Regions from separate parts of the Mus musculus genome. Here regions 1 and 2 are each linked to region 3. A link is a contact called in public HiChIP or PLAC-seq and promoter capture Hi-C data. All regions are on one chromosome and are shown on one strand. Each heading gives the region's core, a stretch centred on a gene start, on an enhancer-like site or on the middle of the called end of the contact. The rest is flanking DNA. Distances are from core to core; before and after follow the strand shown. Region 1 overlaps Map2k5 (mitogen-activated protein kinase kinase 5). Region 2 overlaps Map2k5 (mitogen-activated protein kinase kinase 5). Region 3 holds the start of Skor1 (SKI family transcriptional corepressor 1).

Evidence for each region. Promoter capture Hi-C pulls out the DNA fragments that hold promoters and counts their contacts. HiChIP or PLAC-seq counts read pairs in DNA pulled down with a chosen protein or histone mark.
Region 1: a promoter capture Hi-C map of hematopoietic stem and progenitor cells shows a contact between it and region 3, with 2.4 times the contacts expected there. The contact joins the enhancer-like site here to the promoter of Skor1 in region 3. A contact is called at or near these places in 19 of 39 promoter capture datasets (the 3T3-L1 cell line, 3T3-L1-derived adipocytes, the C10 cell line and 12 more), 27 of 484 Hi-C or Micro-C datasets (the BV-2 cell line, the C10 cell line, the G1E-ER4 cell line and 16 more), 14 of 115 datasets of contacts at active chromatin or transcription factors (T-cell acute lymphoblastic leukemia, acute myeloid leukemia, astrocytes and 7 more) and 2 of 9 other capture datasets (adipose tissue and macrophages).
Region 2: an HNF4G HiChIP or PLAC-seq map of pancreatic cancer cells shows a contact between it and region 3, with 2.2 times the contacts expected there. The contact joins the enhancer-like site here to the promoter of Skor1 in region 3. A contact is called at or near these places in 11 of 39 promoter capture datasets (the 3T3-L1 cell line, 3T3-L1-derived adipocytes, hippocampal neurons and 6 more), 2 of 484 Hi-C or Micro-C datasets (brown adipocytes and group 2 innate lymphoid cells), 4 of 115 datasets of contacts at active chromatin or transcription factors (embryonic hindbrain, embryonic midbrain, neural tube and 1 more) and 2 of 9 other capture datasets (adipose tissue and embryonic stem cells).

The regions. Positions count from the first base shown.
Region 1 is chr9:63,307,749-63,311,130 of GRCm38.p6, forward strand. The region is part of intron 8 of Map2k5 (mitogen-activated protein kinase kinase 5); the gene reads right to left. Among named protein-coding and RNA genes, the nearest start is that of Gm39355, 17 kb to the left of the region's middle. Within about 2 kb of position 1,408, at least 32 of the 459 cell types and tissues checked have an H3K27ac peak or open chromatin away from gene starts, as enhancers often do. A contact at or near this core is called in acute myeloid leukemia, hematopoietic stem and progenitor cells, muscle stem cells and 2 more, where this site is marked.
Region 2 is chr9:63,279,622-63,282,912 of GRCm38.p6, forward strand. Map2k5 (mitogen-activated protein kinase kinase 5) reads right to left here. Exons shown (of 22, transcript NM_011840.3): 13 at 1,398-1,446. Among named protein-coding and RNA genes, the nearest start is that of Gm39355, 12 kb to the right of the region's middle. Within about 2 kb of position 1,385, at least 51 of the 459 cell types and tissues checked have an H3K27ac peak or open chromatin away from gene starts, as enhancers often do. A contact at or near this core is called in group 2 innate lymphoid cells and pancreatic cancer cells, where this site is marked.
Region 3 is chr9:63,145,212-63,148,355 of GRCm38.p6, forward strand. Skor1 (SKI family transcriptional corepressor 1) reads right to left here and starts at 1,769. Exons shown (of 9, transcript NM_172446.3): 1 at 1,596-1,769; 2 at 1-1,367. The coding sequence starts at 1,702.

The sequences.
Region 1 (3,382 bases), core at 158-2,657, 160 kb after region 3:
TTCACATTCTACAAGAATCACAAAAATGTGAGTTGTCCCAGCTGATTTCTAGTTACAAAATAAATAGCCCCAAGCCGAACATGCGTTTCTCAATCCCATGCAGGCTCACACAATTAAAGCAGACATCTGAGTTCTACAGCACTTCCTGCATGTGAGTTTCTGAACGTAAGTCCAATAAAGTTACTTTAACTCATACGCAAAGATGATTTATTCTGGAGAGCATCTAGCTCCTCTGGTGACCAGAGGAAGTTTAAGACAGGGTGACCCACAACCTGATAACAACACGTTGTATTTGAGCATGACTCACATACACTATAAACATCAATCAATCAGCAAATATTCAACAAAAATGAGCATGAAAACACCTCTGCATCGATTTTTTTCCTCCTGTCTTGGAGAAAGCCCTCAAGAGTAATCCCATGCATAGACCAAGTCACAGTGACAGGAGACACCTGAATGACTGTACTGTCACTGTTCTGTGAGGGCGGGGCTGCTTCTTTCATAAACCAACAGGAGTTCTGCTTCTCACACAGCATCCTGCAGAGTTAGTGAAAAGCAGGAGGATCATCCTGTGAATTATTTAGAGATAGCCATCAATTGGTGGAAATTTCTCCTGAACCAAGAAAATCCCCCGGCCATTGGCAGAGAACAGGAAGCAAATGGGGAAGCGTTAGGAAGCAGGAGAAGGTACTCATTTTGCTTCCTGGGTCTCAGAGGGCAGACAGGTGGGGGACTGGAAAGAGAAAAAGCTTATTTAAAAATATGTACAGATTACAAGGCCAGCTGCAGTGTTAACAGGCTGCAGAGACAGAGGCGGCTCTCCAGAACAATAAAGCAGATTCTCTGTTCTTCAGGCAATGCGTATCCTGAATATCTGCCTTCCTTTCCTCAGTCCCAGCGCCTCCCAGGACACACACTAGCTCAGGGCTGGATGCCAGAAGTTAAGCTCAGAGAGAAAACATAGGAGAATTGACAGAACGGTTGATTGGAGGAAGACAAACCAGTGCATTCCTTAGTAATCCAGTTTATTTAGGAAACTCTTTATTCTTAGCAGCACAGAAAGTTAAGAAGCAGCCAATTCAGAGTCAATTATTAAGTGTACTCTCTTAAGTCATCTTTGAATTGCAATGACATCTCCCGCAACCATATGCAAAACAGCTCGTGGGAACAGCCAATGAAAATGTTGCCTTAATGCTTGGATCTTATCTTTGGAAGAGGGGAGTAACAGTCAGCTGGAGAAGTTTGAGGAGTTCTGTCACACACTGAAATAGCCACAGCCATTCACAAGGAGAGAAAAGGAATCCAACTGTCAGGGAAATGCACGCTGACAGTCGTTGCCTTCCATAATAGATAAACACATTAGCCAAGTGCTGGCTGTTACAACACAAAATCCAAAGTCAAAGGCAGCTGTAGAGAAGCTTCAAATCATGGGCCAGGCCGACCTTCCTTCTGCCTAGAAGTCCACTACAGAAGCCTGACTGCCGACTGTCAAAGGAGTTAAGCAACACCCTGCAGCTGCTTATGTACCAGACCAAATATAGGCCTCATAAATCAACCCAATCTAAGACACGGGCAACTTGGCTGGGTTAAAAAGACCCAGTCATAGAAAGGGGAAACAGCTTCATGTTGGCTCCTCTGTTTAGTTGGCTGAGATGCCCCCTCTTCCTCTCATACCTCCTGTGAAGTTAATGTGGTTAGGCGTCCATATTTCTTCTGTAAGTTGAAGCAGCTCCTTCCAGCCTTTAACACTTTCCACATTAACTAGAGTAATGTCTTTTAATATATGGCCTAAATACCTTTGAGATAGCGGAAGCTCCCGTCACAGTGAACTCTCGATCAAAGGTTCTGAGAGAAGGCAATGAACAAAGCAGGGAGGCGAGAAACAACACGCCCAGAAGGAGGTTGAGTGGCTGAGCAATACAAGTGGGAGAAACAGGAACAGCTGAGGGTTAACCAGCTCGGGACCTCTCTCCTGGACATGCCTTGAGTATGGGTTAGAAGCGACTCAAAGTTCCTTACAGAGTCCAAACCATCAGCTGTGTATGGTTTATAACATGTGTGTTAAGAATCTTTCAAGTTTTCCTTGTTTTGAGAACATCATACATATATATGAGTATGACCATATGTACTCCCATTTCCCACCTTTAATCTTCATGTCCTTTGTTTTAAATAACCCACAAAGTCCAGTTAACTTTGCTGCCTTTATGTGCCTGGGTGCAGTGCCGACCACTAAAGCCTATTGGTGAATACATCCTCCAAAAAGAAGGAGCAGCACGCTCCTGCCAGTAGCCCCTCAGTATGCCTGGAGACCGCCTACCCTGCCCCATTCAGGCCAGAGGTTTTGCTGGCTTGATCAGGTGCTAGTGACCACAGCTGCTGTGAGTGACGATCACAATGGCCATGCCAGGCCCAGAAGCCAGCACTTCATGTCGCTCCTCCCATGTTCTGAGAGATAGGAGTCCAAGTCTGGGCTGAGCACTCGGCCAGTCTCTCATTCTTAGGACTCTGGTCAGTCATGCATCTCTCCATTATCTGCTGTCCACTTGGAAACTAAGCTTCCCTGACCAAGGCTGAGAGCAGCCAGGTCTGCTGGCACTAGGAGCTGGGAGTGGGGAGCACGAGAGAGAAACCTGGTTAGGAAATATTTTTATACAGAGAGGCTATTTGCTATTGCATGAAAATCTGTCAGGGAGGTGTCTTCGTCAGTCAGTCTACGGTCAAGGAGTCAAGAATGGAAGCTTCACATTTCTGTTTGATAAACACCAGAGTAGGAAGTGGATCTGGGCCCTCTGAAGCCAGACCAAGCTCTACATGAGTGTGAACTGGCTGCTTCTAGAGCACTTTTCCAACAGTCGCCCGGGCACCCTGGATATGGTTGGTGCTGATTTTTAAAAAGCAATAGGAGAAATCGATCGAATGGCTCACTTTTCAGGGTTGCATTAACTTTTCCAGGCCACTGGGGTGCAATTTACTAAATTACCTCTTCTAGAACACTAAATAGTACCCTAGTGGGTCAAAGAGTAAATGCACCTCTGAAAAGTGAGCCATTTATTCCCTTCCCTGTAGTGCCAGATGCAATATGTCCCTTATGACAGAAATATCAACCCGCTTTCATTACAAACCCAAGAACTGTCTTATACTAGATAAAATGAGTGTGGGGAAGCGAGGGAAGTGGGGGATGGCTAAAATCCGTCCTGCAACCCTGCTCACAATTGCGGGAAGTCAACATGGGCGAATGTGAAGGTCCTTGTTTACTACCCTGCCACAGTTATTTTACTTGAGACCTCAAAACTGAATAGCAAATACTCCATCTGAGGTGTCAGAGCCAGAGACTCACTGACTATTCTGATGGCCCCTTCAAGCCTACTGTGTATTAAACCTG
Region 2 (3,291 bases), core at 135-2,634, 130 kb after region 3:
TCTCACAAACAGTGGGAGTAACTCCAAATAACCAAACAAATGGGGATTCTAGAGGTATAGCGTCTTGTCAGCATCATTTGTCACTTTAAAGAGGAAAAGAAAAGACAACTTTGGAATAACTGAAGCACACTTCCCTACCCACCAGACTTCTCAGAGTGACCACATTTTTTACAGTTATGGCTTAGACAAGTCATTGGTCCAGAATAACCCAGCTTGCCGAGAGTACAGAACAACCTTAAGTTTCAGTTTATAACAACACTGCCATTTACACAGTGCTGTCCTTTTAATGGAGGTTTTGCTCTTGAGCAATGACTTAGATTCCATGCAAACGAACAGCAGTGTAAAAGGCAGCAAATGCCAGGTTCTGGGCACTGGCTGTACCGGCTTCCTGGGTGGCACATAAGGCAGAAGTGCACGGCAGGGAAGAGGGAGCAGCTCAGCCCAGCAGGTTAAGGTGTCTCCTTCTGTTACTCACAGATGTGTACATACACGGATACTGACCCAGCCGGGCCTACGCTCCCGCCCCACCGCTCTGGTAGCATTTCCACAGTGGCTTTAAGGAGGCAGGGAACTGGGGTCAGTCAGCATGGATGTCTGCAAAAACTGAATACTATGCTTTCCCCATATGCAGATATTCTGTTTAATGCAGATATTCTCTTTAAAAAGGTTGAAGAAGTTTTGGGCTATTGAGAGTATACAAAGACCAGAGGCCATAGTGCTAGGTAGGGGACTGCAACTGAGAACAGGGTGAGTTCCCCACAAAAGGTTTAGTCCTTTCTTAGGGAAAAAAAATATGAAAACTAAAACCAAATTTTTAAAAACCCTTTCCTTTAATCACATCTAATTAATTGTACACTGCTGCACCCCCCAGAATACACAAAGCTAGGAGGAGCAGATGTGGACTAAGTTAGATGTGTGGTTTGGTTTTGTTACCATATCTTTCTGTTTTCGTAATTTGCTTTAAATGAATTCAGACATTTTTGGAACACCAAACAAACGAAAGGAGGTTCCTTGTGACATGCAACAGCTATCAGATCATTTTCTTCCATGTCACCAGAACTAGCAGCCATTCTGATTCGTTAATTAAAGTTTCATTTCCTGGGAACAGGACACGAACTCTTCAGAGAGACATCTGAAGTGCTCCGAGGAGAGGGCTGTAACTATAGTTAAATAATATAGAGCTATTTTTAAATAGTATCACATATGTTTCAATGCTTGAAAAATGTGGCTCATAAAAATATAATTCCCTAGTTTGTACTGAAAAAAAATAGAAAATATGTATACAAGAGGGAGAAAATAAGAAAAGTAAGATTTACATCACTTTTTTTTTAAACCAAGGTAACTGCAGAGCCTCCCCCATCCCTACATTAAGTTCATTTGTGTAACCCAGAACATACCTCTGTGTAAAATCTTTAAACTCCACAGATAGGTAAGGCCTTTAACAACCTAGAATTGTGAAAGGGAAAAAAAAAACAGTACAATTATGGATATTATAGGGAATGCTCCACAGTTAAATAAATCAACCACAAATTGTTCTTTAAATTACTGTCAAACTAAAAGTAGCTCTTGAATACTTCCTGTCTGTGCCAGGCTCTCAGGGACACCAACTGCAGAGCTCCACATTCGTTGCTGGTGATTTTACTGCACCAGAAGATGGGGTGTGTCACAGGAAAGAGATGAGCATGAGTCACAGAACCACCAGGAAGGCCACATGCGTCATCCCCAGTGGTGGATAGGCAGGTTAGAAGGTCAGAAGAGAGGGACAAAGACTTCTTAAGAAAATTTTCAATATTCCTAAATCATTTTTTTAAAAAAATGATTTTGTTTGTATTTTCTGAGTGTGGGTGTTTGCCTGCATGAATGTATGTGCACTATGTGTGTGCTTAGTGTCCATGGAGACCAGAAGAGGGCGTCAGATCTTCAGAACTGAAGCTATGGACAGTTGTGTGCTGCCGTGTGGGAACTGTGAATTAAACCTGGCTTCTCTGCAAGAGCAGCGAGTGCTTTTAACTGCTGAGCCATCTGGAGACAGCCCCTGGGTACGTTTTTTAAAAATCATGTTATTTAGGATGAAAGAAGAAACTTTGCTTGTATTTTTTGGTAATGCTGAAGAATAAACAGAGGGCCTTGTATGTGTGCAGGAGGTGCTGTACCAATCACCTACATGTCTAGATGAAGACCGTTAAAGAAACTGACTCATGAAAGGAATTGGGTAAAACAGAAATCTCCTTTCCAACAGCAGTGAGGAGCACCTGATCAAGACGCCAAGCCTTGAACGGCAAACTTAACTGATGTGAGGAAAAGAGAAAAAAGCACTGGACCAAGCTAAAGCTGCATTTCAGTCAGATGTGTCCAACTGTTCCTCAGAGGACTCTGGTGTAGGCTCTGTGAGAGCCCTGATGTGACTCTCACAACTTTTCTGTTAAGTTTAAAATAAAAGTTAAAAATAATCTTAAAAGGCTTGTAATTACTGTCGAAAGCTTTCTTATTCTTTCTCTAATAGAAAGCACTGAGAGAAGCATACAAGGCCCACTTGCGGCACAGAGCATGCGCGTGCAGGAAGTGCACAGATAGCATCAGAGTGTTGCGGCACAGAGCATGCGCGTGCAGGAAGTGCACAGATAGCATCAGAGTGCAGGTCAGAGAGAAAATGGGTGAGTTCCACTGCACCAATTTCACCTGCATCTTCCCTTTAACTGCCAGAGTCAAGAAAAATGGTTAAATGAATAAGGCCCTAACTATAGAGGTTGCAATTACTACTGTCTATGTGGAAATTTTAATCAGGAATTGCCATTAAGATCTTTTCATCTACATCTGTACATGTAGCTCACTGATAAAGGGTTTGGCTGCATATAGGAGGCCCTAAGTTCAATCCCTACCTAGTACCACTAAACAAATGATAAATAAATCTTCAAAGCTTATACAAAAGTTGTTGTTACATGAAAAGCATGCTTTACTCATAGCACATGAATAGGATCTCATAATAATTTCAAGGTTGACTTCATAATGGAATTTTAAAAACAGTGAACAAAATGCTGTTACTGAAAAAGTACTTAGAAGTATGTGAAGGCACTTACTGTTACAGAAAACTTGGACAAGTCAAGGCTACATGATAAGAAAACCTTCTTGGAGGAGAAGCAAGTAGGCTTTGTGTACTGTACACATGATCATAGAGAAGGAGGCCTGGATGCCCCATGTGAGAAGATTTTGGTTGATAAAAACTGACTAACAGCAATAAAACCAGAAAAAGAAAGTAAGAAAAGCAATGTCCAAATCCTGAAGATCTAGAAA
Region 3 (3,144 bases), core at 519-3,018:
CTGCTGGCCAGAACATGGGAAACGTCGGGTATACAGTGGCGGCGGCAGCTGCGGCAGCTACCGCCGCTGCGTCCTTGGCTGCGCCGGAAGGTTGATGTCCCCAGAACATTGTGCCGCCACCAGGGCCGGGCCCTGCTCCTGGGGGCAAGTGGCCAGCTCCCGGGCCACCCGCACCCGCGGCGGTGCCAGCGCCCCCACTGCTCCCGGTGCCAGGGCCTCCCTTGGGTTCTCCGGCGACCAACACTGGGTCGTCCTTTTTGGGACATAGGCCGAATGCTGTGGGGAAACCGTAAGGATGCGGGAAAAGAGGCGGGGGCAGCTTTTGCAAGAGGCCAAAACCTTTGCTGGGCACTGGAATCACCGGGTAGCTGCGAACCCCTGCGCTGCCCCCAGGTCCTCCAGGTCCTGCAGGGCCACTAGCTGCCGCCGCCAGGCCAAGTGCGCGCTGCGGATGCGGTGGAGGTGGCCCGGGAGGCCCAGCCGCCTCGTCTTCACCGCAGCGCAGACTTTTGTGGGGCGGTGGGCCTGGGGCCATCTCTGAGCCGCACCCTGGACCGCCACCGCCACCAGCGCCGCCCTTCCCTGCACCACCAGACCCGCTATTAGCGCCGCCTCCGCCGCCCCCTTGCAGGGAGAAGGTCCGCTTGCGCGTACCGCCATTAAACATAGCCTTGACGTCCTCCCAAGCGTGGCTCAGTTCGTCGGTGGCCGACTTGTCACTGAGTTTGAGGTGCCGACGCCACGAGTTAAAGTTGGCGGCGTCGGGCTGAGTGTACTTGGCGTCGGGTGTGCGGTGCGAATGGAAGATGAACTTGTTGGGAGAGAAATACATACTGCAGTAGCCGCACTTGATGCACTTAGCACGAGAGCTGTTGTAACGGGCAGGGATGAAGCTGCCCCGAGAGCCCCATGCGCACTCGTGCACCACGTCAAAGGCGAAGTTCTCAGGCAGTTTGGGGGGCTTGTGCTCGCCCAGGAACGACTTGCACAGGCGTTCGGCCTCTCGTTTTGTGATCATACCACAGCGGCGAGAGGAGATGGGCATGGCCCCGGCCCGACGCAGTATCTCCAGCTGCACCGGCGTGCATTGCACGCATGTGATGCCCAGGGCCACGCGGCGGTTGTGGATCTCATTGTAGCTGTAGTTTTTGAGCAGGGTGTTGGAGATCTGGGCTAGGCACAGGCGCTCCTGCCCATCAATGACCAGCGACACGATGGGTACCCCGTACAGCGACGTCTCGCCCACCTGGTTGGGTTTAAGGGCGCTGGATCCCGAGTAGGGCTGCAGCTCTTGCTTGGAGTTGGGAGAGGAGCTGCCCTCGCGTCCCGGCCCCAGCTGAGTGGTGAGAGCCTCCATGCCGCCGCTCCTGCGAAACAGAGAGAGCAGAGAGCAGATGAGCCATTTTTTTAGCGCCGCTACCTAGGTTCAGGCCCGCCCAGCGGGGCGCAACGTGTGGGGTGCGAGGGGGTTACTTGGCAGTGGGGAGCTCAAGCTCATTCGTCCCACGGACTGGCCCCTTTTGTTATTCAGACCAGCTTCTGAGCTGAAACAAAAGCACCCGGGGGGCTAAGGGAGGAAAAGGGAAAATCGAAACCTCAGGAAAGCCCCGGCTGCCAGGAAACCAATCCTGTTTTCAGATTGGAAAGGAAGTGGGACCCAGAGACGGAGAGTGACTTGCCCAAGGCCACACAGCAATGCCATAGCCAAATCCAGGCTTTCCAGCCGGCACTCAGGTTTGCGTGCCTTCAGCTACCTCACAGCTCGCCCTGCCCGCCAGGGTCCTGAAGCCCGGACTTCAGGGACCAGCGGCCCCTCTGCTCAGTCGCGCATGCACGCGTGCGGGCGGGGGCAGTGAAGGGAGAGGTGGGGAGGCGAAGGAGGGGCACTCACTGCCCATCACAAACTGCAGGATGTAGGGGTGGGGGCAGGGAGAAGGGGGAGGGATGGAGGTTGAAGGAGGAGGATAGAAGGAAGAGGAGGAGGCCACTGCTGTTCGCGGTGCTGAACCCTACCCTTTCCAAAGCTTGTCGCGTGCACCACGACCTCGGGTGGCCCCCAATGCACCTATCTTCGTGGTGACCGGCTTCCAGGGACAACAGTACCGGTTTGCACAAACCTGTACTTCTCTTCTGACTCCTTGAGCCCGGTGTTCCTTGAGCAGAAAGAGTCCAGCTGGGTTTACAAAACGCTTTCTTGCCAGCCATCAGTTAGGCCGGGATCACGCAGTCTCTAACCACATTTTCTGCATTTTTTAGCTGCATTCCAGACTAAAGCCGGCTCCCCTCTTGTCAGCGCTTGGGACAGAGAGGTTCTCACAGGCGTTTCTCTGGAGTCACTTTTTAGCTTTGGAAACATGCCCCTGAGCTTTCTGTCCTCTTCCACACAGCTTTTCTTACTCAGACCCAACACAGGCTCCCCAGGCTCTGGGCTGCTCCTTTTGTGGGGGTGACTCCTCTTTGAGTATCCTTCATGCCCCGACATCAGCTCAGATGGGCTAGAAGGAATCTTGGCCACTCTTGGAAGCCACTGTAAAACTCCAAGCACTAAAAAGTTGCTGCTGGTCCCTCGCTTTGATCTCTGGAGAAGGCAGAGAGGAAGCTGTATCCACAGTCTAGCCTGGTGGAGGACCCAGGAATTGATGTTTAGGGCCTTCTAGGTCGCCCAGTCACCTCACGTGTCTTCAGACACTCAGGGCTCCATGGACCCAATGCTGGGCGGCAGGCGCTCTTGCCGCCAATCTAGTCCCTAGGACTCCCTCCTCCGAACTTGGCTGGAAAAGCAAATCCATTTCAGAGGGGTAGCTTCACTCTAACAGGGATCCGAATTCCAAAGCTAAGAACCTGGCATCTTTGGTCTGCAGGTATCTTTCCCTCCCTCTGTTTGCTTAGATACTTATTTGTCGATCTTATCTGTCCCTGAGCTGTCTGTCGCTGCCAGCTCACCGCTCTTTCTCCCATCTATCTTGTATCTTGTTCAAGTATCAACCTATTTATTATCTGTTTCATCTCTTCCAGTCAAACTGAGGCAAGTTGATCCTCCCTTGTCACTGAAATCCCCAGTAACATTTTAGGAGGCAAGCAAACTACTGTGCTAACTCCCTGGCTGAGGGGTCAACAAGGCGAGCTAGGTGTCCCAGGGACGGC